Linked DNA regions of Mus musculus: all the other regions are linked to region 1. Evidence: chromatin contacts called from public Hi-C and promoter capture Hi-C data. All regions are on one chromosome and are shown on one strand. The core of a region is the stretch at or near the end of the contact, and the rest is flanking DNA. Distances in the headings are between cores, read along the strand shown.

Region 1 (4,500 bases), core at 719-3,218:
TATGAGCAATAGATGGGGACTCAAAGGAAGCCCAGTGTATCTGGGCCCCATGACTTCAGTGCCACCAATGAATAAGTACAGAACCTGAGGCATGTCACCCTCTTAGGGCTTTGTCTGCAGTGGCTGATTCTGGGCAAAGAGTTAATGAGTAATACTAGAAACTTGATTTCATTTAGCTTCAACAACAGCAGGGGCCTGCAACTGCTCACTAAAATTGAAGTTAAATATGCCAAAGTCTCTCAGCCTTGATTTTCTTCATATTGAATAAAAATTACTGTCTGAACTATGACAAATGCTTTGGAAGGTTTTGAGGTTTTTGTGAAGACTGAACTCAGGGCCTCACATATGTTAAGCATACACTCTACTACGGAGCTATGTAACCCCAGGCCCCTCAAGTTTTGTTTTGACATTGATCCCAAAATAAGTGTTTTGTCACAAGCTAGACTACTTTTGTCTAATAAGCTGATTTGTTTGTGAGAGAGGGAAAAAAAAAAATCTAGGTTAGTGACAGTAGGGACAAACCCAAAGGAATAAAAATAGCACCAATCTATTTTAGATCACTGAAGTGAGGCTGAGAATATAAGCAAAATAGCAGCTACTGCTTAAAGGCACCTAGTGGGCTATTTACATCCATTTTCTCATTTAATCTTCATCACTATCCTAAGAGGAGGTCACGTGCATCGCACAAATAGGAATAAAACCAAGCCAGGCCTCATCACCTGCAGGGTCATGCCACTAGCCGTTAAAGATGGGGCTGCCACTGAGGCACATCTAGTTTCAAAGTCAGGACTCGCTAAAAGTGTTGCAAATTCCACACGAACCCTATGATCAGAGAGTTACATTTTTAGGAGGGTGCTTTTGCCCAACCCTAGATCTGCATATCCCAGGAAAGGCCATGGAAATGCATCTTCTTGCTGTCAGACCATAACAGGTGGTTACTATACATCCAGGCTGGGACTATAACCAGCCCATCCCCCCTACTCATCTGTACACCTCCACCCCCTCTTCCATTGCAAGCCACCTGCAGTAACAAGACTAAGAACAATCCAACTTCTAAGATCCATTTTACTGCAGCCAGAAGCTGAACGGGCATGCCTGTGTGGTAAGGAAGACTACGTTTCATCTGAAGCAGGAAGAAGCTGGTAGCAGACGGTTCAAAAGTGTAGGGGAACTGGCTGGGCAGAGACTTGAGCAGTGGGAAGCAGATTCCATCGAGACTCCGGAGTCACCGGATGGGGTCCAGCGCCCAAGCCATATCAATGTGACCTTGGCCATACGCCTTCTTGCCTCCCTGCCTCAGTTCCCTACAAGTTCGGGTAGCAGGAAACCGCTAGGACCGTGACAGCCAGATGATGGGTGTCTTCAAGGAGCAAGGGGCTAATATCAGGGACGCAGCAGGGGCTCGGGAGTGGGGAGGCCTTCTAGGGGGTCAGAGAGGCAGGAAGGGGCACGAAGAGAACGGAGTGGGGGGCGGGGGGGAGAAGAGGGCTCCCAGAGAATTTCTGGGCTAGGCTCAACGCCGGGACCTTTACAACGAGGCGTGGGGAACTCTTGTCAAGTGGGGGCCGGGGGTCACGTGAGACTGTAAGGGGTCAGGGTCACGTGAGGGGGTTCACGAAACAATGAGGACGCAGAGGGTGAACGGCAGCTGTGGACTTCCCATTACTTCTCCAGCCTCACTTACCCCCATGGTGGCGGCGGCGGCGACGGCGGCGGCCCTCGGCTCCCCTCTCGCACTTGCCCGTAGGGAGGTGGCAACGGCGGAACCCGAGCGACAGCGAAGCGGCCGGCCGCGCACTACGCATGCGTCTCACAAATCCCCCGCGCGTCCTAGAGGGCCCCGCGCCGGCGCAGAACCGGACCAGAGTGGGCGGCGAGCGCGAAGGCGCGCAGGTGGAACGGTTGCCGTGCGCGCGGAAGGCCTGAGAACAGAAAGGCGGGAGGCGCGGCAGAGCGTCGCGCTAGGAATGACGCGCACGCGCCGGCCCCGCCCCCTCGACGGTCCGCGTCTGTAACTATGGCAACGACCACGCGGAGCGGAAGGGCGCGCGCCGGCCTGGAGCAAGCTAGCCTCGGAGCCACTTGGTGGGCGGTGGTGCGGGCTGCCTTCGCTGAGGCGCGCAGGCACAGCCAAAAGTCTGGAAGCATTCTGACTTCTAGAAGCTGACCCTTGGCATGCCTTTTCTAACAAGTCCTGTTATACCCATTCATCCTTCTCAACATTCGTTCACACGGCATTAACATGCACATACATTGTGCTGAACCCAGAGGATACAGAAGTTTGTGTCCTAAAGGAGCTTGTAACTCCTGTGTAACTAAAGACCTCAGGTGTTCTGGGTCCTATTTTTTTCAGTTTGAGCAGACATCTGGGTAGTGTGACCTCCACATGACCTGCATGGGAATCACCTAGGGAGATAGAGCAGTTTGCAAACCCTTGGGACTAACCCTGAAATCTGGGGTGGAGGCGGGAATCAAAATCTTAGCTTTCTTGGTTTTTTTTTGTTTGGTTGGTTGGTTTTTGTTGTTGTTGTTGTTTTTGTTTTGCTTGGTTTGGCTTAGGTTGGCCTCCTTGACCCTGCCAGCCCTGTACTGAGGGTCAAATTCATGGTTTCACACATGATAGAGTTCTGTCATTGAGCTACAACCCCTACTCCAGAGTCTCTATTAGCGCGGGCACACACACACACAAAATTAGAACGCCCTGGCTCCAGTCTTAAATTTAAAATTTTCAGATTTTAATCATTATCCTACGTTTATTGCTCAGAGAAGTTGTAGCCCTGGCAACGTGCAGCGAGTGCCTACTGCAGTGGTAGGCACTGTTTCAGGCAGCAAAGAAAACAATACCAAGCTGAGTGTGGTGGCTCCTACCTGTGATCCAAGTACTATGGAAGCAGAGGTTGGAGGACCATGGGGCTTGAGAGACAGCTCAGAGGTTAAGAGCAATGGCTACCCATCTAAAAGAACCAGGTTCCTAGGACTCATGGCAGCTTAGAACTATATATAACTCCAGGTACAAGGGATCTAACACAGTCACACAGACACAGTCAGGCGATCCCAGCATTTGGGAGGCAGAGGCAAGTGGATCTCATTAGTTTGAGGCCAGCTTGGTCTATAGACCAAGTTCCAGGACAGCCAGGGCTACGCAGAGAAATCCTAGCTTGAAAGACCTAAATAAATAAAATCTCAAAAAATTTAAAAAAGAAAAGAGAGAGAGAGAGAAGGAAAGAAATAGTATCAAACAGGAAAAAGATCTGCTGGTATTTTCTAGAAAGGAGATAATAAGCCAGTTAAATAAATAATAAAAGAATAGTATGTGCCCTGGGTACCATGAAGGAAAAGAAAGCCTGTCAGGAAAGGATTTATAATTGTATCTAGGATGCTTGGGGAAGATAACACGAGGTGGTGGTAGTTGAGCCAAGATCTTTAGGGAGTCAGAGAGCAAGTCATGAAGCTACCTGGGAGCAGGGCAGGGCATTCCAGGAGGGGGGGTGGTGTCAAACAGTCCCTGACTTTCCCTGCAGGTGGGAATGCTGTTAGTTGGCACTCCTAGCATTAAGTACAGTGTGGCCAGGGCAAATGGGACCTGCAGGAGCAGGATATGAAGTGGACTCAGGCAGGTAAGAAGCGTTTCTTTTGCAGCTCATAGACTTGCAGAGACTTGGGGATTTAGACCACTGCTGGAAACTGAGTGGAGGGGCCACCAGCTGGTTTAGGTGTTCTGAGGCCCACTGGGCTGCTGATTCGACAAGGAGATATATAGTAGAGGTAAGGTTACAGGAAGAGGAGTCAGGCAAAGAGTGAGATGCCACAGGCAGGTGGTTGCTGGGAATTGAACTCATGACCTTTGGAAGAGCAGCCAGCACTCTTAACTGCTGAGCCATCTCTCCGGCCGCTTGTTTGTTTTTCAACACGGTTTTTCTGTGTAGCCCTGGCACTTGCCTCCTGAGCTGGAATCAAAGGCGTGTGCCACCATCACCTGGCTAGGAAGTCTTCCTTTTAATGTTGTATAAATCCACCAGCCAGAATGTAAGAAAATTGATGAATCTGCAGTTGGCTCCTTATCTGGAAGTCAGAAAATGTATTGCTGAAGGTCACTTCCTAACACTCTGGAGACCAGGCCGCTGGGAGAGGGAGCTGAGGCGGGTGGGTGAGAAGACATCTGAGTGAACTTTTGGAGAATGAGGCAGGAGTCCAACAGAAAATCCTCCCTGCCGTCTGGCTTTTCCTCTGGCCTCTCCTGAAGTCACTGTCGTGGTCAGCTCTTTCTTTACTGATCCAATCTCCATATCCTTTCTGCTACCCTCGACCCACCCTCTCTCACACTTTCGGACTCATCTTACTTTTGGTTTTTTTGCAGTGTTGAGGACTGAAGGCAGGGCACATTGATTTGCCTCTAAGCTATATCCCCAGGCCTACTACAAGTCATCCAAGCAACCCCTCCCCCACCCAAGCTACCTGAAAAAGCCCAATATCTGATTATTGTCCCCAAGACACACTACA
Region 2 (4,500 bases), core at 1,331-3,830, 370 kb after region 1:
TTCTAAAGGCTGGATCACAGACCGAACAACACGACGAAGTGCAAGCATTCGTGTCCCCTCCTCACCCCACCAAAGAGACAGGGTGTCTTTGTAGCCAAGGCTGTCTTGTAACTCACTCTGTAGACCAGGCTGGCCTCGAGCTCAGAGACCTGCCTGCCTCTGTCTGTCTCTGTCTGCTTCTGGGCTGCGATTAAAAGCATGTGCCATCACCCCTGTCAGGCCTTTGACTCTTGACTGTGGAGTTGGGAGAGTGGTCACCTCCTACCATCTTCCCTGCCACGGTGGATGGATTTCCTATGGTTGTGAGCCAAAATAAATATTTCTTGCCATAAGTTGTTTTTGCAAAGTAATAGTTTTTTCACCCTCAAGAGAAAATGTCCTAGTAGGGAAGGAGCATTTTTCTCTCCAATATTCCTGGGTTACTTTTCTTATTGCTGTAACAAGATACTCCACAAAAGCAACTGAAGAAAGGAAGGAAGAGTCCTGTCCATCATGGCAGGAGGGCATGCCAGCAGGAGCTTGAGGCAGCTGGTCACATCACATCCAGGCAGGAAGCAGGGTGCAGTGGCAGCTGTTGCTTACTTAGCCTCATGCCTGCCTTTTATTCAGACCAGGGGTCAGCTCATGGGGTGGTGCCACCCTACACTTAGGGTGACTCTCATTACCTTGATTAATGGGATTGAGATAATACCTCACAGACTTGCCCAGAGACTTGTTTCCATGGCAACCCTACATCCCATCAATTTGTTACTCTAGTGACCCAGCCCAGTTCTTTCCAAAGCTCTTCTTTCTTGGGCAGACATGCCAAAGCTATATGACACAGGGAACCCTAATCAGCTCCACAGCCCTGTCAGAGCACCACCCAGCTGAGGCACACCAGGTTGCTGTGCTACTGTGGTTTGTCACTTCACTGGGTGCCATCTGGGAAGGAAGCTGCTGAGGGCTGGTGAATGCCCAGAGTTTAGGAGCTAAGAGGAAAAAAGAATGAAGAAGTTGGGAGCAAGTTGGCCCTGATGTGGACTCTCTTTGGAGATACCTAACGGTGACTAGGGACCAGGCCCATCTCTTGGGGCCCATCTTTCCTCATACAGAGGCTGTCTGGCCTTCCTGAAGTATGGACACACTTTCTACTCTACTTTTGCTGGGTCTGCTCCCTTCCACTTTTTCCTGTTCCTCCATCCTGACACCGTTTTGCTTTCCCTCTTCTGAGTTCTCAGAGTCTTCACTCACAATGCTAGCTTGGCCCTTGGTCCCTCATGTACAGGAGCTGGCTGGCTGTTTTTCCATTAGGATCACTGAATAAGATAATTGGAGCCCTGTCTTTCTCTTCAGCAGGCTCAGCACAGTGGGTGCTCCACAGAGGGTGTGCAGACAAGCTGGAAGGGGAACCTGGGGCAGTGTCACAGGGTCAGCCCTTATAGGTGGCTTGTCAACTCCCAGTGGCAATCAGAGAGCCCAGACCACTCCGAGGAGCCCTCCAGGTGGCGGTCTTAGCTTGCGAAGCAACAGGCTGTGGGGACCTAGGAGGTTTCAGGTGCTTCAGCCCTGTTGCTCAGGCACCTGGGGGGCGGGGGTGGGGGTGGGGGAGGAGCCAGAGGCCAGGATCTCTACATGGCATGGCAGCTTGGCAGGCAGCCCAGTGGCTTCCAGTTCCCAGGCTCTTGGCAGAATGTGTTAATTAACTGCTCTGATGGAGGTCTCTAAGGAGGAGAGAACCAAGCAGGGGAAAGTAATAATTAGTGCTCATTAGTGGTAGTGCCTGCTGGGAGTTTGGCCTTCTGAAAACGTGGCTGGGCTTCAGAAAGTCTCCTGGGCACTGAACAGGGGGAGGGAGAGAGGAATCCACATTCTCCCTGACTAGGAGGGTTTCCCTCAGGCTTGGAGAAGGGGCTGCCCTTAGTCATTAGTGTCCCTCATAGCAATCCACCTCCATTCTTCTAGCCATCTATCCCAGAAGAGGCGTATTGAATAGGCAAGGATCCTGGAAGCCCGACCAATCACTTGCAGGCTGGAATTTAGCTGATTGGTCGTTTTATTACGCTTACTCACCGGGTGGAAGACTGGCGGCTGCAGGATGAAGCTGTCAGGAATCGGGTCCAGGTGTTCGTCAGTTGACATGGGGGAGGGGCAACTTCAACTCAGCCTCTGATCCTGATTCCAGCAACGCGATTCCCCACGGAATGGACTCACTTTTCCCAGCCTCTGCAACAGCTATCCAAGCTGTTAGTCTTACTTGTTCGCTATGGAGTTCTAATGCTTCTTGGAGCCGACCTGGGAGGGGCACTGGCCCACCTCTAGGAACCACATCAACCCCCGCTATGATGGTACAGCAGCAGCTTTGCTGGACTGGACCTGCTAGCAGAAACTCCCGCGCGTCCAGGGGCGGGTAGCTGGCACTCACTCATGGACTTGCTAACTAGCCCATCTGTGTCTGTGTCTGAAGCACTTGGCCACTTCAAAGGGAAGCCTAGGGCCGGCTCATTTCAGCGAGGGCTTTTGTTTCCTGGGGCTCACCTGGGCCTTCAGCGGATAGTAGGAAGGGAAGCTGCTGCTGCTGGTGGTACACGTGTGCAGGTTCCTTAAGAGGCCCCGCCCCCAGGTTCCTGGCTCCTCCCGCATTCATTCCCTGGTTGCTTTCCCCTCTCTTCCCCTTTCCCCCAAGTTGTTCAGTCCCTTGAGGCCATTTCAGCATTAGCTGCAAATGCCAGGGACCAGCTAGGGTCACAAGAAAGTGGAGTGACAAAGGCCAGGCAGAGGAGGGCTCCCTTGGTCTCAGACAAAGCAGCACTGGCTAGAGGGAACACAGCCTCTGCTCTTACATGCTGTGTCCTTCCACAAGTCACTTCTCCTTGAGCCTCCCTTTGTTCATCCCGGTGTCACAAGGGTGACCATGGCTGGGCTTTGTGTTTGAGCCTGGACCCATATTGCTGTTTTAGGAGAGGCCTCTAGGCCTGGCTCAGATTCCAGTTAAAGTTCCTCTTTCAAAATAGCATAACTCCTCAACTTTAGCCTACGTTGGGAGGTTTCCTGATCTAACTATGGGGTCAGACTTGGCAGCAGGGAATTCCTGGTATGTCAGCTACACAGGGTGTTGGTACAGTCGTTCCAGGGATAAGAGCGCCATGTGAGGGGCCTGGCGGAGGGATTGGGCAGGTCTACCTCACCTGATCTCCCCACCTAGAAGTTTGCCAGAAAGGTGAACTGTGGCGTCTCCACCCCGGGACCTACTGGAGAAAGCTCTTTGGGAGTGAAGTCCAGGAAATGGCCTTGCAGGCAATTCTACTGAGCATTAATGAGAAACCCTGACTTGGGTTCTAACTGAAAGCACTTTGGGTGCCAAGCAAGGAGTTTGTTCAGCTGTGGCTGGGTAGGTGTGGCAGGAGAGCTGAAGGTGTTTCTGTGGGAAATCCAATCCTGGGTGTGTTCAGAAAGAGATATGTTCGCCACAGTGGGGAGGAGAAACGGCAGGTGGAGAGACCAGTTGAGCCAGGCTATAGTGCCCTGCACTGTAGTCAGATCTGGGTCCCCAAGGCTAGTGGTGCCCTTCCCCCACCCCACATCAGCCCTGCTGGGAAATGAGGGAGGAGGGTGCACTCATTTACTTGGGTTGTCATAACAAAATACAACAGATTGGGTGGGGTGTAAACAACAGAACTCTATTTTGTCTCTGTTCTAGAAGTTCAAGATCAAAGTGTTGTCTGGGACCTCTGTTGTGGGTTGGCAGCCAGCCTTGTTCTCATACAGTTGTCTCTGCTGGGAGGGTCTTGGACGATTGCAGAATACCTTAAGAATCCATTCCGCAGACCAAGAAAGGGACCTTCTTCACCTGGGAGTCAGTTGACAACATCTGGACACTTGATGGAATAATTAGAGGGTGTGAACATTAGGAGAAAAACTAGTCAGGACGAATGGACAAAGTTGGCAGCTGGCCCACCACCATTCAGCTTAGCTGGAATTATTTTTATGTATGTGGGTATTAGGTAGTCCAGTTTCATTTTTCTCAGTATGAATAGTAATTTCTCTCATCATATAAGAACTTTTTTTTCCCTTTCCAGCGACGAACAAGGTCCACCATGTCTTGTGTTAGGTTTTCATGAACGAATATTACCAACTACCTTCCACCCCATGGGTCTTCCACCCCACGGTTCTTGTGGTATCCATTCATTATTACTTTTATTTATGTGTAGTGTATGCTGTGTGTGCTATAAATTAGATATCTATTAGATAAATTAGATCTCTAACATACTGCTGGTAGAAATGAAATTGATACTGTCAGTTAGAAAAGGTCCTGGTTTTTTATATTAGAGCATTATATGCTGAACATTATATGCACCCTAGGGTATTAAGTCTTATGGACTCTCATGTGTGAGCATACCAAGACACAATTCAGTTCCTTTTCAGTGCCTGTTTCAGTCAAGGGAAGAAAAGCAGACAATCAAACCTATCCACCCCAGTAGCTTTATCATTGGATCAATAAATAAATCATGGTATGAACACACA
Region 3 (4,500 bases), core at 1,501-4,000, 310 kb before region 1:
TTATTAAGGTTAAGCCTGAGCAATCCAAAGCAGTGACTGAGAGATGCTCGCTAACTGGACCCATGAAGGCAGAAGCTCAGAGCTTCCCTTAGTGACTGGATGCAGACAGATCAAAAGTAGCCTGGGAAAGCCAGCCGCCCCCACCCCTTCCCACTCGCTTGACTGGTGAGCATGAGTCCTGGGGAGGAGGGACCCTGAACTGACATTCACAATGGTATGAACGGAAACCCTCTAAAATCATCTGTACTTGTTTATGTGCAAACTTGGGAACACAGGGGGAGGTGAGCTGTATTCTTGGGTTCCTCTAAAACATCTGAACTCAAAAAATGCATAGAACTATGTGGGAGGAGCAGCCAACTTTAGCAAGTAAAAACTCTGCAGGGAACCAGGTGTGGTTGCTCAAGCCTATAATCCCAGAGCTCTGGAGGCTGAGGCAAGACAAGACCCAGAGTTCAAGGTCAGTTTGTGCAACACAAAAAGTGAGTGCCAGGCCAGTCAGGACTACATAACAACCTCCTATCTCAAAAAACCAAAAATCATTACTAGGGTTATATTTAAATTCAGCTGTTTAGCTGAGAATCACCTGTGACTAAGCATCCAAGATTTGGCCTGGTGAGCTAATGATGTTGGAGCTGTGCAAATACCGCATCCCATGTGCTCCACCCATTCACTCGCTAACTCCATTCAGTAACTGTTCATTCTTCCTTCCTCCCTTCCACCATCACCCAGGGAAGGGGACATCCCAGGGGCACAGCCTGGTGCTAGCAAAGACAAGTGACAACAGCACAGCCGGCCGGCATATTAAAAACAAACACTTGGGTCCTAGCTCCTGCCCTGCACTCCCAGAGATGTAGCAGGACCTACCCTGTCCTCAGAGATACATGTCTGGAAGCAGCACCCCGAGCAGGACTCCACTCTAACCAACTCTGCCAACCCACCTTGATGAAATCCTCCAGGCTCTTCTGGCTCACACAGGGATGGTCCCTCAGAAACTGGTCTCGGCCATGATCCATTTTCTTCTGAGCCTGCTGCTCGTGAGGCTGCTCCAGAGCCTGGAACACTAGAGCCCCAGATACCAAGTAAAGCAGCACCAGTGCCAGCAGAGCCAGGAGTGTGGTGCTGCGCATGGTCCTTCCAGAGGCAGGTCCAGCTCCACTTCCTGCCTGGGAAGAAGGAGCAGGGAGCTCCTGGGGAGCAGTGGTCACTGCAGGCCAAACCAAGGATTATGGGGTCACGAAGAGATCCATACATCCACACCCTCCTTCTCTAGATTAGACTCCCCAAAGTTTTTGAGCCCCTAGCTTTATTATCCATAGATGTAACCCCCACACAGCCTCTGGTTCCAGGTACTAACACCTAGGCCCCCACCTCCAGCCTCCCTCTTACCTCCGGAGCCTAGCCATCAGGAGAGTGGGATAAAGAAGAAAACACTAAGCCAGGCAGGGTGAGTGAGAAAATGGGGGACTTGTGAGGCATTAGGGTGCCTGCCTTGGAGAAGACCAAAGGAAGACTAGGGAGTTCCAGGGGAAATAGGAAGAGGCTGGAGCCTGCAGAACTGGAGACAGGAATAGCAGGTCCATACTTGGCTCTCTCAGTGCGGCTGTGGCAGCCTCCTCAGATGCATCTGTCCCCTCCTGCCTTCCAGCCTAGCAGGGATCAACCGGGCGGGGATCTTCCAGGGTCCCCACCCGCCCGCTGGGCTTTCGAGGAACCCCAAGGCGGATCTGGCTGCAGGGTATAGGCAAGGCCCAGAGCCAGGGAAAGGAAAAGTGGGCACAAAGTTCCCAGAAGAAGCAAGGCACAGGGTGGGAAGGGCAGCACGGATACAGCAGCCCACGGGACAGCTGTCACTTAGGGGGCAGCGGGAGATGGCAGGCACACACACACATACATATACACAGTCTGCTACATGTGCCACAAAGATCTTTGAGCCACATTCCATTCTGCAGCTCTAGCCGCGCGCTGCCCAGGCTGCAGGCATAGCACTGCACCACGCTCCGGCAGACCCTGGCACAACTAACCACCATGGGCGTGCCCGCAGGGCCGAGCTACCCTAGAGGTCCACGCGCACGAATGCGCGCGCTCGCGTACACACACACACAGATACACACACGGAACCCGTGTGACACCGCACGCCAGCCGCTTGCTCCCACCACCTCCCCCGCGTCCTTACGCCGACGCCTCCGAGCGTGACCGGCGACGGGACGCACGGTCACACCACTCGAGGAAGGCATCCACGCGCGGGAAGTGTCCCGCCCTGCCGGTTTCTCCCAGCTCCCAGGGCCTGAGATCCAGCCCACATTCCCGCGCCTGCTCCGCACTTACTGTCTGCCCACTCTGTGGCTGCGGCTTTGGCTGCGGCCAGGTCTCCCGCGCCGCCTCGAGGGTGTGCGGGCTGAGCCAAGGAGGTGCCGGCGGCAGCCCAGAGACCGAGCCGCCGGCGGCCGTCTGACTAGGACCCCCCTCCTCCCGCCCTCAAAAGCCCCCTCCTTGGGAGCTTAACCCTACCAGAGCTGCGTCTCCCTACGTGCCGCACCCTCGCCACCGGCTCTCGCCACCAACCGCCTTGAACCCAGCCCTTACCTGCACCTGCAGCCTCTGGGCTCCCCAATGCTGTCTTGTCCAGGCCAGTGAGTGGCAGAAGACTCAGAGAAGGGTCGACGTGAAGTCCAACCTTCCAGGCTGGGATTGGGGCCCCAACGCTGCCCTAACCTGGACATCAGCTGGCCCGGGGCTCAGGACAGCCGCCACACTCATCTCCTGGAATCTTCTAGGTCTATTACTGGACTGGGAAGAGCCTTCGTTTCTCCGCCCATGAGGATAGTCTGGGCCTTGGGCTCAGCACTTGTGAGGGAGAGGCCCCCAGGGAGAAGAGGGTATGTGGGGGTGGAAGACGGGGAGCTCTCTTTGAGGCCACCTGGATTTAACCAGCTGAATGGGTTGGGTCCTAGTTCTAGGAAGTCACTGATAGAGCACCTCTTGCTCAGGCTGCATTCCCATCTCTGATCCTCCAGGCCCTGGGGTCACCCCCCCCCCCCAACCATCTGCTGCCTGACAATTCCAGCAGAAAGAGTGCTAGCATTTTCTGAACAGCTAAAGCCGGGTCCTCTTCTGTCTTTATCCTTCTTTCTTCTTCTTTATATCCTTTTTTTTTTTTTTTTTTTTTTGGTTTCTCGAGACATTTCTTTACTGATTTCCACAAAATCTCTCCTGTAGCGTTCAGAGATCCCATGCTATTGTGGTCAGTACTTTTGTTGTTGGGATGTTTTGCTTTGTTTTGAGACAGGGTTTCTCTGTGTACTCCTGGCTGTCTTGTAGACTAGGATGGTCTCAAATTCAGAGATCCACCTGCTTTGCCTCCAGAGTGCTGGGATTAAAGGTGTGCCCTACCATTACTGGGTTTTGTGGTAATTGTCAGTATGTTTAAGTGACCACCCAGATGATAGGGGGTCAGGGTGAGTTACCAAACTCCCTAGTTCCCACTTACAGTAAAAGGGTGATTACTTAACTCTGGGTGCTGATTTTGAGTATTTAGGAAGTCAGTATTTGGGGGCTGGAGAGATGGCTCCGTCTTTAAGAGCACTGGCTCTTCTTCCAGAAGACCAGAGTTCAGTTCCCAGCACCCACTACTGTCTGGGACACCCTCACACAGACATACATGTAGGCAAACCACCAATGCCTGTGCACACATACAAAGTCAGTGGTTTTTACTTTGGTTCTTTCTCTTTTTTTCGTTGTTATTTGTTTGTTTTTGGAGCCTTAGCTGTCCTGAAACTTGCTCTCTAGTTCAGGCTGACCTCAAATTCACAGAGACCCACCTTTCTCTGCCCCTCAAATGCTGAATTAAGGGCATGAACCACCACTGCCCAGCTGAGGTCAGCGTTTATAAATGCTTAAAGCCTAGCACACAGAATTAAGTGCCCTAAAAATGTTAGCAATTCTGCTTCCATCCGAAAGTGATTGTCCAGCTTACTGCTGAAGTCTGAGCCTCTGCTGTTCTCTCTGGAGACCTTGTAGACCTGGCTCCAGGAGAGTCCCAAAGAAAGAATTTCAAGGCAGACTTACTGCTAGGCTGAGATCTCAAAGGAGCTAGAATCACCAGGTTTATAGACAGGAGTCACAGGCTCTAATAATCAATCCTGAGCCACAGGGCAGATCTGCAAGGATGTCCGGAACTCAGGGCAGTGACTAAACCTTTGGGAGCAGTAGGATTTGTGTACCAAGAGCTGACTCAGCATGCAAGTAGCCAGGGGATCAGGGTTAACCCATACCCAGGTAAGGAGATGGAGGCTGTGCCACACAAGCACACCCTTTATAGATCTTCCATAAACTTGACACTTGAAGACCACAGTAGAGGTGGTGACAGAAGCCAGGCCTCAGGTCAGTGAGATGGTGCAGTGCTTTGTAGGGCTGCTTGCCACCGAGCCTGAAATTCCAAGTTTGTTTCCTGGAACCCATATGGGTTTTTCTGACTCTATACCTGTGTGTGTGTGTCTGTCC

What was found. A called contact is a pair of places that touch in the nucleus more often than the background predicts. Capture Hi-C pulls out chosen DNA fragments and counts their contacts.
Region 2: a contact with region 1 is called in a Hi-C map of cerebellum, with 4 times the contacts expected there. A contact is called at or near these places in 3 of 39 promoter capture datasets (erythroid cells and liver), 8 of 484 Hi-C or Micro-C datasets (cardiomyocytes, cerebellum, cortical glia and 5 more), 1 of 130 datasets of targeted methods (embryonic stem cells) and 1 of 9 other capture datasets (pancreatic islet).
Region 3: a contact with region 1 is called in a promoter capture Hi-C map of adipose tissue. A contact is called at or near these places in 1 of 39 promoter capture datasets (neural stem cells), 3 of 130 datasets of targeted methods (embryonic stem cells, memory CD8 T cells and pancreatic cancer cells) and 2 of 9 other capture datasets (adipose tissue and liver).

The regions. Positions count from the first base shown.
Region 1 is chr19:7,239,254-7,243,753 of GRCm38.p6, forward strand. Naa40 (N(alpha)-acetyltransferase 40, NatD catalytic subunit) reads right to left here and starts at 1,969. Exons shown (of 8, transcript NM_027643.1): 1 at 1,685-1,969. The coding sequence starts at 1,690.
Region 2 is chr19:7,604,613-7,609,112 of GRCm38.p6, forward strand. Lgals12 (lectin, galactose binding, soluble 12) reads right to left here and starts at 2,581. Exons shown (of 10, transcript NM_001356574.2): 1 at 2,515-2,581; 2 at 2,050-2,211. The coding sequence starts at 2,118.
Region 3 is chr19:6,931,765-6,936,264 of GRCm38.p6, forward strand. It overlaps Kcnk4 (potassium channel, subfamily K, member 4), which reads right to left and starts at 2,751. Exons shown (of 7, transcript NM_008431.3): 1 at 2,584-2,751; 2 at 939-1,204. The coding sequence starts at 1,127.